2 separate regions of the Mus musculus genome follow, and region 1 is linked to region 2. A link is a contact called in public promoter capture Hi-C data. All regions are on one chromosome and are shown on one strand. Each heading gives the region's core, a stretch centred on a gene start, on an enhancer-like site or on the middle of the called end of the contact. The rest is flanking DNA. Distances are from core to core; before and after follow the strand shown. Region 1 holds the start of Trub2 (TruB pseudouridine (psi) synthase family member 2). Region 2 holds the start of Ubac1 (ubiquitin associated domain containing 1).

Region 1 (6,531 bases), core at 890-3,389, 3.8 Mb before region 2:
ACTCATTATGCAGACCAGGCTGGCCTCAAACTCAGAGATCTTTCTGCCTCTGCTTTCCAAGTGCTATATTAAAGGCGTGTACCACTAGGACAGTTAGGTTTCTCTGTATAGCCCTGGCTGTCCTGGAACTCACTTTGTAGACCAGGCTGTCCTCGATCTCAGAAATCCACCTGCCTCTGCCTCCCGAGTGCTGGGATTAAAGGCGTATGCCACCACACCCGGCTAGCTACTATCCTTAACATTACAAACCTATAGGAATATGGAGGCTTTCATCAACAGCAGGAACCACTTTCATAGACCATTATCAAGACAGAGTGTCTTGTTTCCACCGGCCTTGAGATTAAATGGTGATGAATGGCAGTAACTAGGCTGACACAGTGCTTGCTTAGCACACCCAAAGCCCTGAGTTTGGTTCCCAGCATCATATAAACTGGGTATGAGGGTAGCACACACCTGTAGTCCCAGCATTCAGGAGGTAGGGAGGCAGGGTGATCAGGAATTCAAAGTCATCCTTGGCTATCTATGGAGTTAGGGGACAGCCCAGTCTATAAGAGACCTTGCCTCAACAAAACAATTTTTAAAAAATGGCGCTAGAGTTGAGTGCAGGTACAGTCACCAGATCCTATATAAACCATGCCACATGTCTCTTCTTTTACTTCCTCCCATCTTTTCTTTCTTTGAGCAAAGACTGGGTATGTATGGAAAAAGAAGCTGATCTTGCCAGGCAGTGGTGGCGCATGCCTTTAATCCCAGCACTTGGGAGGCAGAGGCAGGCGGATTTCTGAGTTCGAGGTCAGCCTGGTTTACAGAATGAGTTCCAGGACAGCCAGGGCTACACAGAGAAACCCTGTCTTGAAAAAACCAAAGCCAAACAAACAAAAAGAAGCTGATCTTGAACTGTTTCAGCAAAGAAAATCCTGAAGATCATGGCCCTTACCAAGTTTACTTACTACCCAGTGAGAATGCTGTAATTTGGTGTGTACCTGGTCATTCAGCCCAGAGATTAATATGCTAGGGTGACACTCTTCCAAGAATTACAAAAAGGCAGACTTGTAGACTTCACGTTTCTTTCTTCCTCTCCTCCCTGTGCCCAGAAGACCCAAAACAGTTCTAGCTAGAATCAGGCACCTGATTATCATAAACGATCCTGGGAAATATGATAGGCGCAGCCAGGTTTGGATGCCCACAAACCAAGTCTTCACCGGTCCCAGCTTTCGAGACCGAAGAGTAAACCGTCTTACCGTGGCGATAGGGGTTGTAGAGAGCCATTCCCGCCGCGCCCGCAGCCAGCAGCATCTTTTGCAGCGGGGTGGTTGGGATGTGGTCCGGGTACAGCAGGCGGGCGCCATGGCTCCCGGCCCTGAGGGGTACATCTGCGAGCAGAAAAGAGGTAAAGGTGAGAGGAGTCCGGTCCCTCTGGTCGCCGCGGACACTGGAATCAGAGCTGCTCACCTACAGCTGGCCGCGTACGGGGCCGAAGACTGCGGTGGAGGCGCAGGGAGCGAAGCAGCAGCAGGGTCGCCATGGCAGCGGACGTCCGCGTGGTTAGGCGGGGCTCCGCAGGTACTACGGAGGCCCGAGAAGTCAAAAGACTCCTGGGACACTGCACTCACTGTGGCTTTTTGATCGGAGATGTTGTAATATGGACAGGAGCATGAGAAGGAAAGCCACAAGATCTGTTTGCCACTGAAGTAAAACAACTGCTGTGAGCCAGGCGTTATTTATAACGTAGGCCTGTCAACCCAGCATTTGAAACCTGGAGGCCGTAGGATCAGTTCGAGATCCTTCTTGGCTATTTCTTAAGTACGAAGGCAGTACTAGAGACCTTGTCTCAAAAACCAAGCCTGATGTGAATTACTCGTCACTCCAGATCTTGGAAAAGTGGAGACAGAAAAGTAATGAATTCTCGGCAACTTAGCAAGTTTGAGGGCAGCCTGGGATATATGAGAAACAAACAAACAAAAAACTCCTGAAAAGAATTCAAAAATAACATAACCGAGAATTCGGTTGCTCGATATCCGGCCCTATTTTCTTCTCCATCTCTTATTTCCCCCCCGGAGGGCAATAAGAAAAGAACCTCTTCCTGCCAAGGAAACAAGGCGGCTACCTACAGTAGGGACCACATTTGGGAAAGGACCACGCAGCACTTCCGCCCGCATCCCCGCTTCTGGATGATGTTGAACCGCTGAGTTCCAGCCATGGGTTCTTCTGGCCTAGCTCGGCTGCAGGGGCTCTTCGCTGTCTATAAACCTCCGGGGCTGAAGTGGCTGCACTTGCGTGAGACCGTGGAGTTGCAACTGCTTAAAGGTGAGAACTCCGACGCGGACCCACGGTTTTGCTTTAGTTCTTTCTGATGTGGAGTGAGGTCACGTGGTTCGTTTGCCGGGTTGTAGCTGTTTCTTGTTTGTTTGTTTTTTTTCTCTTGTACACATTTCGTTACTACCCACTCTCCGCTATTTTCCTTTAGAGAAATTCATTCTATAGTGTTGGGTTTTTTTTCGCGGTTTCTGTTACAGAGTTAGAATTTGAACTTTTTTTTTTTTTTTTTTTTTTTTTGCCTTTTGAGACAGGGTCTTTTCTAATTAATCCGACCTTGAAATCAGTGAGGCACTGAGAATTCTGACTCTCCTGACTCCACCTGCCAGATGCTGGGATCACAAGCGTGACCACCACCCCGACCCTCAAACACCAATTTTTTTCTTTGCCTTTTTTTCCTTTCTTTTATTTTCTTAAAAACTGTCATGTAGCCTCAAATTTGCTATGTAAGATGAAGATAACCTTGAACTTTTGACTGTCCTGCCTTCACTACCCAAGGTCTTAGACTACATCTGTGTAGTACCACCTCCCATTAGGGTGCTGGGGATGGAACCCGGGGCGTCTTGCGTATTGTGCAAACACTCCATGAATTGAGCTACACTTCCAACCTAGGATTTTTGTTTTGTTTGTTTGTTCTTCACTTTTTAGAGAATGGTTTCTCTGTATACCCCTGGCTGCCCTGGAAATAACTCTGTAGATCAGTCAGGCCTTGAATTCAGAGATAGGCCCGCCTCTTGCCTCCCCAGTGCTGGAATTAATGATACCTGGCTTCTGAAGGAGTCATAGTACGTTTTCTACGATACACAAATCCATCTTCTATGCTACCATCTCTCTACCCCTTCTCTTGCGGGTTGGAAAAGTACTGACTGTGTTCTTTTGTGCTTAGGTCTCAATGCCCAGCAGCCTCCTGCTCCTGATCAGCGTGTTCGCTTCTTGCTAGGCCCTGTGGAAGGCAGTGAAGAGAAGAAGTTGACTCTCAGAGCCACCAATGTACCCTCCCTCACCACCCACAGACTTGGTAAGGCAGAGTCAGACAGGACCCTGGCCGTGATGTTAGAGGAAATCCCTGGCCTGAGTTAGATTTCTAGCCCAGGGTTTGGCAAACTTCCCTAGAGAGGGAAGATTTTAAACAGCTTCTGCCTACAGCCTTGTGTTTTCCTTGGCTCTGCTCCTCTTTGCTATTGTAATGCAAAGCATCTCTAGACTGTAGGAAAGGAGAGAACCTTCTTGTATTTTAGTCAAGACTGGAGTGCAGCCACATGGTTGTGGTGCACGCCTTTAATCCCAGCTCTTGGGAGGCAGAGGCAGGCGGATTTCTGAGTTTGAGGCCAGTCTGGTCTACAAAGTGAGTTCCAGGACAGCCAGGGCTATACAGAGAAACCCTGTCTCGAAGGAAAAAAAAAAAAAAAAGGCTGGAGTACAAAACAGCTATTTTGAGAGCAGTTATAAACACCGGTGTCCAGCAGCCTTTGTCTTCTATGGGAGACTGAAAGGATCATTTAAATTTAGGAGTCCCTGGCCAACCTGGGCAACACAGTGAGACCCAGTCTCAAAACAAAGTAGACTTGATGATTTGACTTGTGAACTACACTTTGCTGACTCTTAGCTATTCTAGGACTCTCTAGGGAAGCTGAGAACTTCTGGTAGACCTGTGTTATTAATACCTGCTCTGTATTAGACATCATGTTATCTTTGTCCTCACCCCAGTTCTGTGAGGTAGGTCCCTTATTAAAAAAAAACAAAAACAAAAACGTATTATTTGTATGTATGTGTGCACACCAAGGCCTGGGTGTGAAAGTCGGAGGGCATCTTTTGGGAATCACTTCTCTCAGGCCACCATGGGTCCCAGGATCAAACTGAAGTCATCAGGCGTGGCAGCCTTTACCCACTGAGCCACCTCGCCAGCTCTTGTTTTTGTGTTTTGAGACACAGCCTCCTGTAGTCCAGGCTGGTCTTGAACTCACTGTATAGTTAAATATGACCTTGAAGTCTGGATTCTGATCCTTTTGCTTCTGCCTCCCAAGTGCTGGGGCACATTAAGCTGTAGTCAGTCTTTTAGTGGTCAAGACACTGAGTCTGGGGCCATAGGTCAGTATTGTAGACAGACAGACCTAGGTCCCACCTTAGGGAGCTCACTGATTCAGGAGGAGAATGGCCAGGTTTTCTATCAGCACACGATGTGCAGAGAAGCCCAGAATCTTGATCCCCAGTGTGATGCCTGATCTCAAAGCCTCAAATGGGGCGAATAGTGATAGGCAGAGGAAGAAGAGTCTTGCGTTGCCCTTTCTCTGGGCCCAGGGAACTAGGGAAATAGTGGTTCCAGCTTCCGAGGAAGAGAAGCCTGGAAATACAGCCTAGCATAATTTGATCCCCATGAGGCCCTTCTGTTCTTGGAATGAGGGCCTCTTGCCAAAGTTACCCTCAAGGCTCATTAGTTGAAGAAATGAACTGGCTTTTTCTTTCCAGTACGTGGTCCAGCATTCACAAACCTGAAGATCGGTGTGGGACATCGCTTGGATGTCCAGGCTTCTGGTGTGCTTGGTAAGTCTGGGGATGTGGTGCTGTGAGCTTGGAGAAGGATCAGAAGGTGATCCAGGGCCCAGCCCACAGCTTATCTGACCTCACTCTCTTACTTTTCTCTCCACTGAGTCTCTTGTCTCTTCAGCTGGGCAGGTCCCACCTCTGTCAAGGGATTCCTTCCTGCATGACACGTGGTTCAAGGCCTTTATGGACATTTGTTCACCATACCCATGACAGATGCTGTGTAATGTTACCAGTGAAGAGAGTAAGACTGGAGCTGAGGCCTGGCCACTAAATACCCATGGTCCCCAGAGGAGCTCCCATCGAGTTAGGGTGCAGCAGGCACATGGCTCTATCTCCTCTGGCTGCGGTTTGCATATTGCCAGAGTTGGATACAAAGCTCCAAGTCACAAGCCTTCTGTGGCCTCCGGGTCACATGGTAGCCCATTGTCCAGCCTCCACAGTCTTGGTTCCCTCTCTTTCTTCCTGAGGTAAGGGCAGTCAGACGTGATCTCATGCCCCCTCCCTGTTTCCCTCTCTAACAGTGAATGGGAAGCCATTCATTTCTTTAGACAGAGGGATAAACAGATCAGGGAATAGGCAGGAAGTGGCCCCAAAGGCCCTGTTATGGCTCCTTCCTTTGTACCATTAGCTTTCTGTTTGTTGCCTCCCCCAGTCTGTGATATGCACAGGCCTGAGCATCTTTCTCTGTATAACTCATTGAGAGTTTGAGGGCCAAAAATGTTTAAAATTAAGAGTCAGAAAACCTAGGTTCTTGTTTTTGTTTCTGAGACGATTTTTTTTTTGTCTCAGTTTGCCGAGGCTGGCTCCAGTTGGGTCTAAATGACCTTGAGATCTTGGCCCTCCTCTACCTGAGTGCTGGGGACTGTAAGCATGTAGCACCTTGACTTGAATTGTTTGTTTTGTCTTGTTTTTGTTTTTCTTTTTTTTTTTAATGCTGTTTTTTTTTTAATTAGGTATTTTCCTCATTTACATTTCCAATGCTATCCCAAAAGTCCCCCATACCACACCCCCCACCCCCACCCCCGTTTTTGTTTTTTGAGACAGGGTTTCTTTGTGTAGTTCTGGCTGTCCTGGAATTCGATCCATAGACCAGGCTGGCCTCCAACTCAGAGACCCACCTGCCTCTGACTTCCAAGTACTGGGATTAAAGATGTGTGCCACCACTGCCCGACTTTATTTTATTTTTTAAATTTATGTGTTTATATGAGACAAACTCTGACTACTTTCAAGGTTGGCCTGGAACTCAGAGTTCTCCAACTTCAGCCTCCCAAGTGCTGGGATTATCGGTGTGTGACTCCCTCCCAGCCTTAAATGTAGTTGCAATTTGGTGGAGCTGGGACAATGCTCTCTTGCTTTGGGGGTGTTTCAGTATCCTCTGGGAGCTTCCTCAGGTACTTAGGCTCATTTCCCATCGTGAGCCAGATGCCACCCTTAGACCAGCCCTGGAGACCAGTGTTGACAGCAGCTCCCTCCCCGGATGCTGGCTGCAAGGAGAGGGAGTGTTTGGTGGCAGGGAATGGCAAGGGTTGTTCCCAGGGAAAGGGACTAGGTGAGAGAGGGTCTGGTTGCCTTTCAGTGCTCGCCGTGGGACATGGACGCAGCCTCCTCACTGACATGTATGATGCTCATCTCACCAAGGTATCGTGGGCTAAAGATATGGTGCAGCCTACT
Region 2 (7,034 bases), core at 604-3,103:
CTACAGTGTACTTACATATAATAAATAAATAAAATAAATAAATAAATAAATAAATAAATCTTTAAAAAGAAAAAAAGAGTCTTCAGAGCCTTGTCTGGCTGGCCCATCGCAGGAAAACAGGATCTGCCAGCCAAGGAACTTCACTCAACCCTCCCCGTTGCATCCCCAGCATAAACAGCAGGTACTCTACGAGCACGCGCCTTCCTATAGGCAGGCAGGGAGGGGACAGCATGTTCTCTGAAGCAGAGACTGAAACTGGACAAGGTACAGAATGGCACCAGATGGGCAGAAGCTGAGTCTCCATGCAAGCTCCTTGCCTTAGCCCAGCTGGTGAGTAGAGGGAGATGCATTCTCCCTTGAATACTGCATGAGCACCCACAGAGCTGTGCCTGCCGGGCTTCTGTAGTAAGGCTGACCTGGGAGGCTGGGCAGCCTATCCTTCCTCATAGTGCTCTGAGGGGTATCTCTGTGTTCACATAGAAGCCTGGAGGTTTTGGAGGAGAGGATCTGTTGTCTCCAGCTCCAAAGGGACCTCATACACACATTGCAAAGATCACTGTCTCCACAATTCCTTCTGCTCACTTCACTCTTGGGAATCCTGGAGAGCCAGATCAAGCATATGGAAGGGACTTGTCCCGTGTCCCTCTGGGTACTTCTTTCAGTATATCCAGTGGTAGGATGCTGAATGGGCTATGTGGAAATACTTGCAAACATTCTTATTATGCCCTAGGTGGCACCATGACAGGCTTCCAAGAGAAAGAGGACATTAGGCCTCTGAAGACTGGGGCTTAGTAGCCTAGGCTTTGGACAAAGAGCAAGGGGTTTGTTGGGGAGAGGCCTGGGGAACTTGAAGACCAGCTGGAGGGGCCTCAGACCCACTCCTCACAACCCTTATTGCTTAGTTCTGTACCATCTGCCAAGACACAGATCTGTGGCAAGAGCTCATGGATCTTGTCAAAGATGACTATGAACTTGAACTGTTCCTCCTACCTCCACACCACCATTCCTGGATCACTAATAATTATGATATTATTTATTTTTTATTTGTTTTTTTTTAGCTTAAAAAGATTTATTTTGTAAGTATTGTGCTTACATATATGTATCAACAGTGTGTCTGATCTTCAAGATAATTCTGAAGCACCATTGTGGGTTCTGAGAAACACAGGATCCTCAGCAAGAGTAGAAAGTAATCCTAACCACCGAGCCAGGGCCCCCCATCCCGTATGTGTGAGTGTGTGCGCGCATGCGTGTGTGTGTGTGTGTGTGTGTGTGTGTGTGTGTGTGTGTGTGTGTGTACGCACGCGCATTTGTATGTGTTTTATGCAGGCTTGTATTCCAGAGTGGTTCTGAACTCATTATGTAGTCAAGGATGACCTGTTTGACCTTCTGGTTCTGCCTAAACGTTCAGGATTATAAACCTGTGCCAGGCGTATGCTGCGCCGAGGAGCAAACCCAGGGCTTTGTGCATGGCATACAAGCACTTACAACTGTGACACATTTCTAGTGCCCTGACCCAGACGTATTATCTTGTGTACTTGACTCCGGAGCCCTTTTCAATTCCAACAGACCAGCAAATCAGGTAACAAGGCTGGGAGGTGCTGAAGGAATGAGGTATATGGAGAACTACAACTCCCGGTATGCATCTGACCCACCTCACACATTAATTTTTGGTAAGGGGGCCGTGAGCCTGCCTGGGAACGACAACTCCCGGCGTGCCTTGGTGCACTTTACCTATTTCCGGCGCGGTGCGGGCGGGGGGTGCGGGGGGTGGGGTGGGCAACAGCAGAATGCCTGCCAAAAAAAAACCACATTTCCCGGCATACCCACGGGCGCTCATTACGCACTTCCGGCGCGGCTGCGACCGCGCGCTCCGGGCGGCTACGGCGACACGGGCAGTGGCAGCAAGGGTACAGCTCCTGCCCCTTCAGTGACGGGCGGCGGAGCTGACAGGAGCCGGGGCGGGGCGGCGGCGGCCAGCGAAGGAGCGCACGGCGGCCCGGCCCCGCCCCTGGTCCTCCCGCCAGCCTCAGTGACCTTCACTGGTTCGGGCGGCGGGTGCAGGCCCGGGCGGCGGCGCGATGTTCGTGCAGGAGGAGAAGATCTTCGCGGGCAAGGTGCTTCGGCTGCACATCTGCGCAGCCGACGGCGCCGAGTGGCTGGAGGAGGCGACCGAGGACACATCGGTGGAGAAGCTCAAGGAGAGTTGCCTCAAACATGTAAGGCCGAGCTCCTTACGACCCAGTTCCACCTCTGCCTCCGTTCTGAAAACCAGAAACCTAGACTTATGTCCCAGACTCCGCCCCAGTCCCCAGCCTTCTGGTTGCCCCGACACTCCTATCTCTACCTAGACGCCAGATTTTCGCTTCTTCCTGGACCGGTCCCCAGTCCCTGCCGTGCAGCCCGCTGCTCCCAGCCTTCGCTCCTCCGGGCCTGGGCAGCGCCTTCCGCTCCTCCAATCACAAACCTAGTGCTCAGAGAAGAGCATCTGGCCCCCGCTGTTGAGCGAGCTTTATTTAATTTCTGCAACGTGCTAGGGAGGTGAAGGCGAGAGTGAACAGAGACTGGGAGAGGCAAAGGCAAGGGATCATGGTTTTCTAGCCTTGGGGCTTGCCTGCTGTTGGGATGAGCTTTTAGTTTCCTCCAGAAGCTGGAAGTAACTAGATCCCATTATAAGAGGACTGGCTCCTTGCCTGAGGAGCCAGCTGCTAGGAGCCCATGGCCGGGACTTGACACTTAGCAGTAGTCACTTAAAATAGTGTCACTGTGGGACAAGTTCCTTGGCTTCTACTTTCTATTGGGGCAACAGTTGATTGAGTGGGAAGGTCCAGGATGACTGTCTCCTGCCAGCAAGTGGCATTTGTTAAGTTTACTTACATTCAGTGAACGTTGTACTATAGTTAGCCTTTTAGTTTTAGTTAAGTCTTGGAATTAGTTCTTGAAGCCTTCCTGGCTCTAACTGCTCCCAGTTGAAGATGAAACAGATGTCTGTTAGACACTGGTAGCCTATGGAAGCACCATGCCAGACAAGATTAGTGCCAGATAGCTTTTTAGAGGGGACTCTTCGGAAAGTTAGGGATCTACAGCAGTAGGTTGTGTTAAAGTTCAGCATTGTGTTTCCTCTAAAGGCAGTCTTCAAGTTACTATAGCAGCTGCTTGCAAAGGGTAGTTTATCATCTGTGTGCCTTTGTGTAGTCAGTGTGTAATGTCAGGCAGGCTCCAAGAGATCTGTTTCAAGCCCCTCTTCTGCAGTGCATTAGATGTTGAGTAACCGTGGGTCTCAGTGTCTGTGGTTCACCTCAATGAGGCTCACATACAGGACAAAATGTATTTTAGACTGCCCAAGGAGTCCCCAACCTTTAAGCTTGTGTTGAGCCTGTGGATTTTCTCAATAGCAAGACCCAGAGGCTCAGCAGAAGCTTAAAGACTGGGGCCTCCTTGGGCATCTAGACTGTTCCCTAGCATCCATGCTGGCCTAGTACTATGCTGTGTCATCTCCTAGGTCAGTTCCTCGGGGGCTGAGCTTGGAGTAACTTCAAAGTCGGTGTAAGGATTGAAGGAATGAAAGGTGTCAGCCTCAAACCACATGAGCATGGGATGTCACCTTCACTGCTGTGATCTCTTGCCTAACTCACTTGTGGTGTGGATATACGTAATGAGCATGGCAGTATTCTATGAAGGGGGTAGGGAGATGATTCACAGATGCTTGCTAATACATTTTAGGGGCAGTATGGTTAGGCTTAGGCAGCAGGTTTTGATATGATGCTAATTATTTGTGATGTTTAATATTCCAGTTGATATTGGAGTTGTATCATTTTGACCATTTTTGTCATTATTCTTGTTTAAATTGAGACTATTCTACTCCACATTTTCCAGGGCAGAGGGCTGAAGCAGCAGGAGAATTTCACAGCATTCTAGATCACAGGGCTGGAGAGCAGAGGCATTAGAACTGACCCACCTCCGGGTCCCATCAGCTCTAGGAGTCACACTGCATTTATTAGAAAAGATGATCTTCTCGTTGTACCTGACTGTAAACCTGTCATGCACAAGATACTTTATCCTGACCTGACTTCCATGTTCTTTATTGTCCTGTGCACCCTGGTTACTGGGGTTGTTATCACTATTATTTTTTCTTCTTTCCTCTCTTCCAGAGGGGTATGATAGAGTTTTTTAAAAAATTTTTTCTCCCACAGCACTCCTGGGAATTTACAGCTGTATCAAGGAGAGGCTTGTTATTTAAATTCTTAAGGAAATAGATTTGGTTTTTGCCTCCCCCTTTTTGTTTTACCCAAAGTGACTTCACCATGCTATTGCCCAGCTTCCACTGCCGGTATCTAGGAAAGGGGCACAGTGAGTCCTCTTTTCTAAAGGGGGTTAGTGGAAGTCTGGGGTGATGGAGCTGTGGTGTGGAGGAGCTTTTCTGTAGTGTACCATCTGGATGAAGCACATGAATTCTCCTTCAAAGCCTAAACCGTCCCAGGTCCTGTGAAGAGTTAGCCCCTGTTATCTTTTTTTTTAAAGATTTATTTATTCATTTAATGTATATGAGTACACTGTTGTTGTCTTCAGACATCAGAAGAGGGCATCGGATCCCATTATAGATGGTTGTGAGCCACCATGTGGTTGCTGGGAATTGAACTCAGGACCTCTGGAAGAGCAGTCAGTGCTCTTAACCACTGAGCCATCTCTCCAGCCCCCATGACCTGTTATCTTTCCATGATGTACAGTACTAGATATGAGCAGAAGCTAATGACAGACACCTCTGGGATATGTGCACGTGAAGATAGGGTTGTGGTGGTGTGTAGTGTGACGACCTGTGTCATGTCTTGTTCCGGTGTGCTGCTGACAGGCTTCAGAATACAGTTAGTAGGTTCTAATTGTGTTTCATACTGTATTCTGAACTTGACAAATCTGCTAGAATTAACCAGGGATTTTAGAATTTCAAAGCATCCCACTTAGTAGTTTTTGAAGCAGAATGGGGTTCTACTGTTTTGGTTGTTATGACCTGGTACCACATCAAAGCAAATGAAAGGATGTTTATTTTAGTTCATGGTTTGGAGGGATACAGTTCTTTCTGGTGATGGGGTACGGTGGCAAGTGGCTCTGCCAGGGGGAGCCTGAGGCTGCTTGCTCACATATCTTTGAATCAGGAAGTAGAAAGGGCAGTGCTGCTGCTCAGTTGACTGACTTATGGGTATTCAGTCTGGAACTCCAGCAGCCCATTCGATGGGGCTAGCACATTCAGGCTTGGTTTTCTTCCCCCTCATTTAATTCTCTGTGGAAAGCCCTCATAGACACCCAGCAGTGTGCCTTATTGATGCCATAGGTATTTCTTAATTCAAACAAATTGACATTATTAAAGAGTCATTTTTAGGTTCAAGGAAAGTTGAGGTTGTCTGCTTCATCACAATGTTGAGTAAGTTGGTTGCTGTAGGGTAGATTTATCTTATAAGTCCTTAGTCTTAACAGCTTTGTCTGAGTGTCATGGTCCACTTTTCAAAACTGGTTTCAATCTGAGACTGATGCAAGATTCTGGTACTCTAAAATTCCAGGGTCTAGAGGGAAGTGCATGCTTCTGTTTTTTCTTCTCCTCTGGTTAGCAGCCATATATACAGAGGCCCTTTGTTGAGTGTGTGCATTATGGTACCCAAGATACCTTCCAGAACATCCAGGAACCGTGTCCTGAATATGCAAAGTGGCCCACTCTGGGGCGGGCCAAAGCTTCCTCCTCCAAGCCTGTGTGTCAGTCCCTTTCAGGTTTTGGAAAGCACTAGTGAGTCCTTTCACTGGATTTCCTGAACTTCTTCCATGCTTAATCTAACACAGGGACCCATAGCAGCAAGAAATGGTTATAGCCCTTGGCCTTGTTCTGAGTTTGGGGAGGGGCTGCAGCTGACTTGGTATTGGGCCTGGGAAAGTTGTCTGATGCTGGGCAGTGGTGGACTCATGGAAACTTGTACAAACTCGGGTTTACCTGGTGACAAACCACAGGCACAGTGATCCCCCATTTGTGCCATGTGGTACCAGCAGTGTGTTTTTGGTCTTTGTCTTCTTGGCAATCAGATATATGATAGGTGTGGCCCAAAGGCAGGCAGGACTCTGTCATTGGAGATGATGCGTTTGCATTCTGTATGAGTGAGTGCTGGAGCCTGGCTGAGATCATAAGCTACGATTGCCAGGCCTCTGTCTGTGGTGAAAGATTGAAGAGATTGTACAAGCCTCTACTCAGTATGTGAAGTCCCTTGTCATGAGGTCGGTGCCTGCAGGATCACCTGCTGGGTCCTTTCAGAGGGGCTGTCTTCCTCGGTAGCACTGATAGTTTGCTTTCTACCTCCTCTACCAGATGTTGTCACTAGGTTCTAGGGCCCTGGGGACATATACACAGCCGTGTGCCACCTGATCTCCTGTAGGCTGCATCTGGAGTAGGGTATTGCTAGGGCCCAAGACTAAGCTGAGGCCTATATTGCCCTGTGCTCTGTTGAGGACTTTGTGGTATTCACTGGGCAGGTGTGGCCACCTTGCTCCTGGAAAGCAGTCTTTTCTCTGTGCAGTTCTTCTGCCTTTTGTGTGTCTGCTGAAGAAGGAAAAGCAAATGCATAAAGCAGCTAGTTCTTTACATCCTCAGGAGAACAAGGCATATATTCATCTAAAAATCATTTTCCAGGTCTTTCTAGACTAAAGTGATTTGGGTTGCAAGTGCTTATCAATAGGATCTTGTTCCCAAGCTCTTAGCCATCTTGGGAGTCTACTGTGGGCTGGTTATTAGCTTGAAAGCGTGGAGGGATCAGTGCTTGCTGGCATTTTACTCTTTTTTTCTGTTTTTTTGTTTTTTGTTTTTTTGTTTTTAAATCATGTATGGGGATTCTTTACTGTCATTTATGCTTTAATGTCTTGACTAGTATGAAAATGCAGTAATTCCATGGGCTGGGAGATGCCTCGGTTGGTAAAGTGTCTCCTATACAGCATGATAACTTGGGCTTGGGTCCCCAGTTCCTGTGTGAAAGCGAGCACCAGCAGCATGTCTGTCACCCAGCACT

Evidence for each region. Promoter capture Hi-C pulls out the DNA fragments that hold promoters and counts their contacts.
Region 1: a promoter capture Hi-C map of pre-B cells shows a contact between it and region 2, with 2.7 times the contacts expected there. The contact joins the promoter of Trub2 here to the promoter of Ubac1 in region 2. A contact is called at or near these places in 1 of 39 promoter capture datasets (pre-B cells) and 2 of 484 Hi-C or Micro-C datasets (CD4 T cells and CD8 T cells).

The regions. Positions count from the first base shown.
Region 1 is chr2:29,783,279-29,789,809 of GRCm38.p6, reverse strand. It overlaps Trub2 (TruB pseudouridine (psi) synthase family member 2), which reads left to right and starts at 2,139. Exons shown (of 8, transcript NM_145520.5): 1 at 2,139-2,307; 2 at 3,203-3,334; 3 at 4,783-4,857; 4 at 6,437-6,498. The coding sequence starts at 2,199. It overlaps Coq4 (coenzyme Q4), which reads right to left and starts at 2,317. Exons shown (of 7, transcript NM_178693.5): 1 at 1,453-2,317; 2 at 1,242-1,373. The coding sequence starts at 1,525.
Region 2 is chr2:26,016,579-26,023,612 of GRCm38.p6, reverse strand. It overlaps Ubac1 (ubiquitin associated domain containing 1), which reads left to right and starts at 1,853. Exons shown (of 10, transcript NM_133835.2): 1 at 1,853-2,216. The coding sequence starts at 2,079.